2 separate regions of the Mus musculus genome follow, and region 1 is linked to region 2. Evidence: chromatin contacts called from public Hi-C data. All regions are on one chromosome and are shown on one strand. Each heading gives the region's core, a stretch centred on a gene start, on an enhancer-like site or on the middle of the called end of the contact. The rest is flanking DNA. Distances are from core to core; before and after follow the strand shown.

Region 1 (4,681 bases), core at 1,219-3,718, 65 kb before region 2:
TTTCTATTCTGTAGTCATAGACGGTTTGTCAAGGTAATGGAATATGGATTATAAGGTGATACAGTCATCAGCATGGGCCCACAGATGCTTCTTGGTTTCTTGTTGACTACTTGATAGAAGTAAAATGTCTTAATATACCCAGAAGATTTTTTTTGTAGTTAGGGTTTTTTTTGTTGTTGTTGTTGTTGTTTTCTTTTGTTTTGTTTTGTTTCATTTTTAGATTGTTTTTTCTTCTTTCTGCTTACCTTATAATTGAACATCAGCTGAATCGGTCTTAAATGCCATTGATGAGAAAGATTAGTTTTCCAAGCTGAGCTAATAAAAGGAGCAAAAGGGAACGGATAGCATCTCTTCACCTTGCCTCTTAGATCATTGGTACTCCAAAGAAACTCACGTTTCTTCATCCCCCATGATTGGTTATCTAGAAGTAGAGACTGTTAATTCTTCCCCCACCCCCGTCCCCCGAAAAAAGAGAATTGGGATTATACAGCAGATGGTGCTAAACAACTATTTGATCTCAGATACAGTAGCATTAGAATAGTGTCACAGGGGATTGTGGGAGTGGATCCCATCTGTGGAAAAACCCAGTCTCTTGGAGTAACTAGCTCACCAGTTAGCTAGGGACCATGGCTGTTTCCAGGAGGGGGCGCTAGTCTACTATACAAGAGCTGGAAGAAAACCTAGGAGGAGGTAATGGGAAATGGGTATGGTCAAAGTATGGACTCCTTTTGAAAAAAAAAGGGTCAACGCGAAGCTCGTTGCTTTGTACAATAACTCGAACCATTTAAAAAAATGTGTGGGGACATACAACCATAGGAAATAAAATCTAGCCAAAAGTTAAGAGAAAACGTTGTTAGGTGCTACAAGATGTAAAGGAATTGAGTTAAGAATAAGGGGTTGAGGGATGGGGAGAGAACAAGACCCCCCTCCCCCCATTTGGAGCCAGGCAGTTCTCTAAAGAGGTGTTTAACTGTAAACTATGAACAGCTCTTAGCTTAATGTCTAGAGGACAAGTGTCCCCTGATTAAGGATCCTGGGATATCTAATCACTTGTCCTATTTTCTGCCCAACTAGGTCCTGCTCCTGCATTTCTGATCACTTATTCCGGCACCAATTCTACTCTGCTACACTCTATAGTTTTCAGCTCAATTCCGGTCTAGTGCTCCACCATGAGCACTGCTGCTGGGAGCCACCCTGCCTTTACTGCCTTCCTGTGCCAATTCACAGCCTTCTACGAGTCTAGGTATGTTTGGGGTCAAAGCTTGCCAGAGTTTCCTGTACTATGTTGTATATTGTTAGATGAGAAAGAACCGTAAAGGAGAGAAAAAAATGTACTTCAAAACTTTTTTTAACATTTAAAAAAATAGTTTTTTATGTTTGAATATTTTGCCTCTTTGTATGTATGTGTATGCATGTCATCCAAGGAGTTCAGAAGACAGCATCTGTTATAGGAATGTTACCATTTTCCATACTCACTCTCCTTTGTGGGACCTTCCTCATGTGCCCCTCAACCCTTCTTGAAACCTAAAAATATGGTCACCATATTGAAAGATTTACTATAGACTCCAATGTTATTTTCTCTTTCCCGTGTCAGCCAGCATGAAAACAAAACACAACAAAACAAAAACCTTCTATGTGGAAAAAAAAATTCTGGATTTTTTTTAGATTGAAGTTGTTGAATCTGCCACAATTGTTAAAATAAGTGAAAGTTACAAAATGATTGGCCAGTGTAGGAAACAAATTCGTTTTCAAATCTGTTGCCAAGCATTAGAAAACAAAATCTTTTTGACTGTTTTAGGGGTAGGTGATGAAGTTGGTTGGAAGTATATTCTCAGTCCAGGTTCGTTAGCAGTCTAGAGATGAATGCTCAGAAGGAGTTAAGGAGATGATGAAGTGTGTTTCCTCACTGCAAACTTCAAAGACAGAGCCCTCGAAACACCATTGGTTACATAGTGTACTCGGAGAAGCTGGTGTAAAAGGAAAGATGGAATGATCACGCACAAAACATTGCCCTTGGAATATTTTTATTGTCAAAACATCTAAAGTTTTAGTGTAAAATATTCTGAAAATATGGATTGTAGAGTACATATGACATTTAATAAATATCCGAACATATTTGTATAGAGAAAATATAAAATTTGATTGAGGTAGAAATTTGTTTCTTTTCAGTCCCATGACAAAGAAAAGTCTATAGCTGCCTTCTGTTGGCAAATTAATCTACTCTGAATCTTTATTTAAAACATGGTATTCATTTCATAAAATAGGTCCTGGGGAAGATGCACACTAGTCCAGCCCCAAACAGAGATGACACTGACGGTGAGGGATGCCCCAAGAGCGTTGAGAATTTCTACCTACAAGCACTTTCTAATGTCCTATTGTAACATAGTCCTTTTACTACAGTGACAGCATGCTTCTATTTCTTTGTACTTAATTAAAAATGTATCATTCACGGATGTGTCATGTGTATATGTAAGCACAGGCAGAGGTATGCCATGACAGGCATTAAGGAGTTTCTTCTGTTCTTCCAGGCTGTCTGTCAGGCTTATAGAATGTGTGGCTAGTTTTATGTGAACTTGACACAAGATAGAATTATGTGGAAGATGGAATCTCAATAGAGGAAATACCACCACCGGACTGGCCTGTGGGAAAACCTGTAGTGCAGTTTTATAGTTAGTAATTGATGTGCTAGTGCCCTGCCTACTGTGGGTAGTGCCAATCCTGGGCAAATGATGCTGATTATATAAGAAAGCAGGCTGAGCAAGGCATGAGAAATAAACCAGTAAACAATGTTCCTGCTTCGTTTCTCGCCTACAGGTTTCTGGTTTGCTTGAGTTTCTGCCACAACTTCCCTCTGCCATGGACTGTTATCTGGAAGTACAAGAAGAAATAATACCTTTCCTCTCAAGTTACCTTTCGTCATGGTGTTTTTTCACAGCGATGGAAACAAAGACACTGAATAAAGCTTTTACCTACTGAGTCATCTCATTGAATCATCAAGCACTGTTTGGTTTTAGTGAGAAGCAAGTCTACCTATTTAAACATGGTATTGAAGTAATAAAACAAAGGTCTTCTAAACAAAACAAAAAAACAAAAAAAAAAAAACCTCAGAAAACGAAATGTCCATCTTCATGACTGTTATTGATGATGATGATGATATTTGGATGATTAAATAAAATATTCTTCAAAAATGTCTTAAAATACCACATCTAATATTTACTGAGCATTAAAAAAAAAGGGTCAAGGGTTGTTTTCTGCATGAATTATTTTATATAATCTTCAAGAAGGTTCTTTAGGTTAAATAGTAATATTAATCCTCATTTTACAAAGTATAAAACTCAGCTAAGTAACTTGTCTAAGGCAATAAAGTGAGTCATCACAGTCCACTAATTCAGTAAGCGTTTGTCTGGCCCTAGAGTCCAATAAGTCTGTCAAACACAAGTCCAGTCGCTGCTGAATTTAGAAGAGACAAATACATAAATTGAAGAGAGAATGATATGAAATGAAAGGAACCCTCGGCACAGAAGCTGTGAGTTCATGGGTGCTGAAAGTCAAATTTTATCAGGAGGAAGAGGAAGGATTTTTCTAGAATTATAATCATAACCTGTCTGTTTAGTGATAGAAAAATATGGGATGTTACAGAGATCTGTGAAGTGCTGCTGTTCTGCGGGGATGAAGTGATGCTTGGGCAAGAGCTTGCTGCCTGATGGACGGACTTAGATTCTGCTGATCTTTGCTTCAAACTCATTGACCAATTACTTCCTTTTGCCCTGATTTCCTTCTTTACTTTTTCTGTTTATACTATTGTGATCAGAGTTTTCCAAGGCATGAATCAATTGATTTAAAGATGATCAATTGATTTCTGAACCTAGGGTACTGAACTATGCAGTCATAAGTAAAATAAAATACAAAAGAAAATTCTAGGACTGCCTGGGGCGTGGAGATCAACTCATAAAGACAGGAAAAACATTGGCCACAGATGAGGAAATAATAAACATGAGTCATTCCATATTTTTTTTCAGCAAAGAATAATAACAAACAAAGGAACAAACACTCATGTTTTCTACCTCTTCCCAGGAAGAGAAAAACCTTCAATAGAAACAAGGATGCCAAAGTATGAAAGTTGACAAGCAAAGACCTGCAGGAGCCATGCAAGCAGGTGCTTGCTGCTCCTGGTGACTGCCCGCAAGCACAGCCACCCAGGGAACATGTCCAATGCGATGGTGGCACAGGCTGGCTAAATGAGTAGACATAATAACAGAGCAGTGTGAGTCAGAGAGAAGCGTGTACATGGAGATACAAGTATCGGTCTCTGTGTGCTTCACAAGCATATGACTCTATGTATGCAAAGGCCAGGGTCCACAGAAATTCACAGAAGGTAGAGCAGGGTTGGCTCTTAATATCTAGAAATGGTTGTGGTGTTTCCAATCCTATGTTTTTGCCACTTCCCTCTTGAGAAATGGAGTCTCTATTCCCACTCTGCCCCAAGTACGACTTCGTCTGTGGTAAAAAGAAGGCCAACTTATTTCCTCACAGAGGTCTTAAATAGTAACGGTTATATGTGCTATGTGTGTACGGTGTGTATGTACATGTGCAAGAGGACATAGAATGGATAAGATGGATGGATGATGGGAGGTGGAATGGAATGGAAAGATCACCTGGGTGGGGGGAGGAGGGAGTGAAG
Region 2 (5,269 bases), core at 879-3,378:
GTACTTGATACAATTCACAGACCACATGAAGCTCAAGAATAAGAAAGAACAAAGTGTGGATACTTTGGTCTCTCTTAGAAGGGGAACAAAATACTCATGGAAGGAGTTACAGAGACAAAGTGTGGAGCAGAGACTGAAGGAAAGGCCATCCAGAGACTGCTCCACCTGGGGATCCATTCTATATACAGTCACCACACCCAAACTCTATTGTGGATGCCAACAAGTGCTTGCTGACAGAAGCTTGATATAGAGGTTCTGCCATTGGCTGACAAATACAGTGGTGGATGCTCTGAGCCAACCATAGAACTGAGCACAAGGTCCCCAGTGGAGGAGCTAGAGAAAGGATCCAAGGAGCTGAAGGGGTTTACAACTCCATAAGAGGAACAACAATATGAACCAACCAGTACCCCCAGAGCTCCCAGGGACTAAACCACCAACCAAAGAGTACACATGGAGGGACTCCTGGTTCCAGCTGCATATGTAGCAGAGGATGGCCTTGTTGGTCATCAATGGGAGGAGAGGCCACTGGTCCTGTGAAGGCTCTATGCCCCAGTGTAGGGCCAAGAAGTAAGAGTGGGTGCTTGGTGAGCAGGGAGCCGGGAAGGGGATAGGGAGGTTTTGGAGGGGAAACCAGAAAAGAGAATAACATTTGAAATGTAACTATAGAAAATATCTAATAAAAAAGTAAGTAAAAAGTGAAAAAAATGTGTCAAAAAGAAAATATAAATAAAACACCCATTATTAATTTAGAAGTCAATCTAATCCCTCTATTATTAATATTCAGCTTTGTTGAAGGTGCACTAATTATACCTGACTGCACACAAAGCACAAAGCATTTGAATGAGTCTTTTCCTGACATACCCCTGACTTCCAGGGTTTGGTTAGTAATTAGGTCTGCAATGCATGGCATGTGAATTCCTGAGGATTAAGGAAGTGTTGAGGGAGCCTTGCTCTATGGAAGTTATATCCCAGTAGACAAAAGAGAAAGATCCATGCATTGAGTGCTTACATGAAGAGGTGCATGCAAATTAAAGGATCAATTCTGCTGCTGTGATATAATAATCCAACATAACACAGCTTTGAGATTGAAGTGTGTATTTGTCTTAGAATTCCAGGTTATATAATCCATCATAACATGGCTGTCCCCACAGGAACTCTGAGAAGCTACTTGCATCATAGTCAAGAGTAGAGAGAACAGAATCAACACACACTTACTTGCTCAGCATAATTTCTTCAGCTCTCACACAGTTTGTGGCTCAGCCCATGAATTGGCAGTGCCCACATGCAGGTTGATTCTTCCCACCTCAATATGAAAAATTGCTTTACAAGCATGTATAACAGGCCAAGATGGTCTAGACCATCCCTTATTGAGACTGTTTCCTAGTGATTCTAGATTGTATTGCATTGATAAAACTGACAGTCAACCACAGGAGAAAAATTATTAACACTGCTTGGTAGGACACAAAAGTATGAAAAATTCAGCTCAGGCACAAGGAAATGGTTTGCTTGGATACAATGTATTCTTTACAAGGCTGGATGGTTTCTCAGCCTGGGGGAACAAAGCTCTTAAGCATGGAAGGTTGAAGCAGAAGGTTTCTTTTGACATATTCAGCATGTTGACAAACAGAACGGTAATAATTATAATATTAGTAATAAAACAGTAATGAATACTGTTGTCACAGAGAATCCCAATGGAGGTGGTATTTTACAAATAAGAGACATTTTCAACCTAAATCCTCCAGTTTTTAGAATTATTTATTTTTCTCAAGGACTTATACATAATGACTTTTTTTTTTTACTAATACTAAACCAATACTTGTATTTACATTAATTTTTTTCTTAGTTAGTCAGTGTTAGCTGGAATCATGACCTGTCCTTCCATGCTGCTGAGTTCCCCAGTGTTCTAGTCCTTAGCATGTTGAGGAAGGACAGTGGAATGGGCGGGGCATGCACACAGCATGGGAGTGTTGCAGGAACTGGACTAGGAAACTGAACTTTAGGCAATAGAAGATAATTTCCTTCAGAATTAGCATCAATTTAAAGCACTCATTCCAAGTCTGTAAGTGCTGTCACAGCTCCCTTTCATAACTCATAGCTGCTCATGTCAATATTGATTTGTGCCTGTGAGGTTGCTATAACAACCATTTTTCAAACAATTATGTAACACATGATTTAGTTGATATGAATCAGAGCTGATAGGAGTAGTTTTTCACCCAGCACCCTGTGTGTGTGTGTGTGTGTGTGTGTGTGTGTGTGTGTTCATGCACGTGCATGCTAGTGTGTAAAAGCAGGAAATTCCCTAACAATATTCATGCCCTAAGAATTCCATTTTCACTGACTATGTCTTATGGCATTCTTCATGTAAATGGAATATTATTGGAGTGCACTTCCTTATGAGTGTATGTTATTGTAGGGGAAAATCCATAGTACATGTATTCTTTTGCCTCAGGTTTTGTTGTTGCTGCTGTTACTGGCAGTGGCAGTGGTGGTGTGTGTATGTTTGTGTGTTTATCTTCTAAACTAGAAGGGAGCTCTGCCTTCCATTCTGGTTTCCATGAGTTCATGAGAACTTCCACCAGATCCTCATGACAGTATGATAACAAGATTAGTCTATCATAATTGTATCCAGAACAGTTTGCTTGAAATTTTACTAGTCTCAACCTTTTAGCCATACTTTTAATAAACATTATCTGAAGTTGAACTTTTCTTTTCTTTTTTTTTTTTGTCTTGTAAAGTGTATTACTTTCAAGTAAACAAGAAATTGATCAAATGTCAGAAACTCTGTGGTTGGACTCTAAGGGTCTGTAGGTCTCAGAGCTTTTGCAAATGATTCTAACTTACAAGGTAGACTAATACGAATGAAATGACTAACTGGGAATCTAGTGTATAATGAGTACATAGTGAGATCACTAGATAATGCTTTTTTTTTTAAGCAGAAGATTTCTTGTCAGTATTTTATTCTTTTTTTTTTATTACGTATTTTCCTCAATTACATTTCCAATGCTATCCCAAAAGTCCCCCATACCCTCCCCCCCACTTCCCTACCCACTCATTCCCATTTTTTTGGCCCTGGCGTTCCCCTGTACTGGGGCATAAAAGTTTGTGTGTCCAATGGGCCTCTCTTTCCAGTGATGGCCAACTAGGCCATCTTTTGATACATATGTAGCTAGAGTCAAGAGCTCCGGGGTACTGGTTAGTTCATAATGTTGTTGCACCTGCAGGGTTGCAGATCTCTTTAGCTCCTTGGGTACTTTCTCTAGCTCCTCCATTGGGGGCCCTGTGGTCCATCCAATAGCTGACTGTGAGCATCTACTTATGTGTTTGCTAGGCCAGGGCCTAGTCTCACAAGAGATAGCTATATCTGGGTCCTTTCAGCAAAATCTTGCTAGTGTATGCAATGGTGTCAGCGTTTGGAAGCTGATTATGGGGTGGATCCCTAGATAAGGCAGTCTCTAGATGGTCCATCCTTTTGTCGCAGCTCCAAACTTTGTCTCTGTAACTCCTTCCATGGGTGTTTTGTTCCCAATTCTAAGAAGGGGCAAAGTGTCCACACTTTGGTCTTCATTCTTCTAGAGTTTCGTAAGAGAACAGTCTGTTTAATAACCAAGTTTTATGAATAAGTAATGGTATTACCATGTACATATATTGAGTCTTACTTTTGAAATTGACTTTAAAATTGATCCTTGTCCACCATTCTGCTTATTAAGCACAAGACAATGAACAGACTTTGCACATGTTTTTCCACGAAGGTCACTGGGGACCAGAACTAAGCAATGTTGACCACGGAATTCCTACTACCTATCTCTCTGCATGTCCAGTCCAGGATATCTGAAGATTTATTGTTAGGAAAATATTACTAACCTGTTCTTTGACCAGTGAGAATTGTCTCCAAGTTTAGGGAATCAGTTTTCACATCAGCAATAATTCCTCATGGCTATAGATATGGGAGGAAGAAGACTGACAAGTCAGGGTCTCATTATGAACAATTGCCTCACTTTGTCTTTTCAAACGTAGGTGATGACTCAAATATTCTAGAATGGAGTCCTGCTTCCCTACAGACCATATTTCCATGGGTATCAATGATTATGGGTCAAATGCTGTCAGATACTTGGGAGAACTTGTTCATTGTATTTTCTCTTCTTCTGACACTCTGTTCTACATGCCCACGCCTGGATTTATCTTGACAGTGCAAATACCTCTCAATTGCATGATCTCATAAACGTTGCACTCTTAAAATATTCCTCCCCATTCTGTCCACTATAAAGTGCTCAGTCCAGTTATTTCCTTTCCCTGAAGTCTAGATTTTCCCATGAAGTGGTATGCTTTCCATTATCCTGTTAAGATGAAGCTGTCCTTTCAAAATGTTAGAACCACATTCCCTTAGGTCCACAGGACAGGTCCAGACTGTGACACTCCAATGCTTGTGTAACACGCTTTTGTTTAACATGAAGTCTGCCCACTGTGAGTCATGTTTTATGTTGTGCCCTACTGACTGTGTCATTTCTGAGCCAGGATTCTGGAAACTTCTCATAATATCCATTTCTGATATGGCTGTAATCATCATTTAGTTGAGGTTCAAACACATCCTTGAAAATTATCCTTCCTCACTATAAGTTTGAGTGATCAATTTTATAATACATTTTCTGCATTTTAGCAATAACTTTCACGGACATTTACTCCCACACATGACTGACTGCAGCACCCTCCAAATCAGTGACAGTAAAATCTGATGCCTTCACCGCAGCATCCTTTTCTTCCTGCAGAGTCTCTTATGATCACATCATGATCTCTATTCTCTCTATGGTATCTCCCCTTTTTTTTTTAACCAGCTCCAAATAATCTTAGTGGCTTCACTTTCTTCTGCATTTGGAAAGTGTAATTTCAAGTACCCTTTCGACAATATCTCATGCTCCATGCCTTCTGCAAAGTTCACGTATCTCTATATACAAATCCGCCATCAAGGATCACAATACACATTCCTGTCTTCAGGGATGTTAAATATTTAAATACTGATGCTCTATGATGGAGTTCTGTCCCAAGAAAAATACCTGCTCTCCAAGTTCAGTGCCCAAGCAGCTGTTATTGGGTCTGATTAGCTTTATGCACAACTGCCTTCTGTAGTAGCTCTAATCTTTTATCAAAAATCTGCTAATCTGTGTTCTTGCTCCCACTTTGCATGTGACTTCACATTCAATTGTGTGGATATCACCAATTCCGAAGACTTAATTCTTTTAACTTATCCTGTGTTTCTTTGGGAAACTTTGTGGTT

Evidence for each region. Hi-C and Micro-C count contacts between places; a contact is called where the count stands out from the background.
Region 1: a contact with region 2 is called in a Hi-C map of epidermal suprabasal cells, with 2.4 times the contacts expected there. The contact joins two enhancer-like sites. A contact is called at or near these places in 1 of 15 datasets of contacts at CTCF or cohesin (CD8 T cells), 6 of 484 Hi-C or Micro-C datasets (embryonic stem cells, epidermal suprabasal cells, liver and 2 more), 1 of 115 datasets of contacts at active chromatin or transcription factors (embryonic stem cells) and 1 of 9 other capture datasets (embryonic stem cells).

What each region holds. Positions count from the first base shown.
Region 1 is chr12:35,670,673-35,675,353 of GRCm38.p6, reverse strand. 9130015A21Rik (RIKEN cDNA 9130015A21 gene) reads left to right here. Exons shown (of 5, transcript NR_045050.1): 4 at 1,075-1,243; 5 at 2,815-3,064. Among named protein-coding and RNA genes, the nearest start is that of 9130015A21Rik, 22 kb to the left of the region's middle. Within about 2 kb of position 2,468, at least 21 of the 459 cell types and tissues checked have an H3K27ac peak or open chromatin away from gene starts, as enhancers often do. A contact at or near this core is called in epidermal suprabasal cells, where this site is marked.
Region 2 is chr12:35,604,755-35,610,023 of GRCm38.p6, reverse strand. No RefSeq gene overlaps it. Among named protein-coding and RNA genes, the nearest start is that of Ahr, 72 kb to the right of the region's middle. Within about 2 kb of position 2,128, at least 11 of the 459 cell types and tissues checked have an H3K27ac peak or open chromatin away from gene starts, as enhancers often do. A contact at or near this core is called in epidermal suprabasal cells, where this site is marked.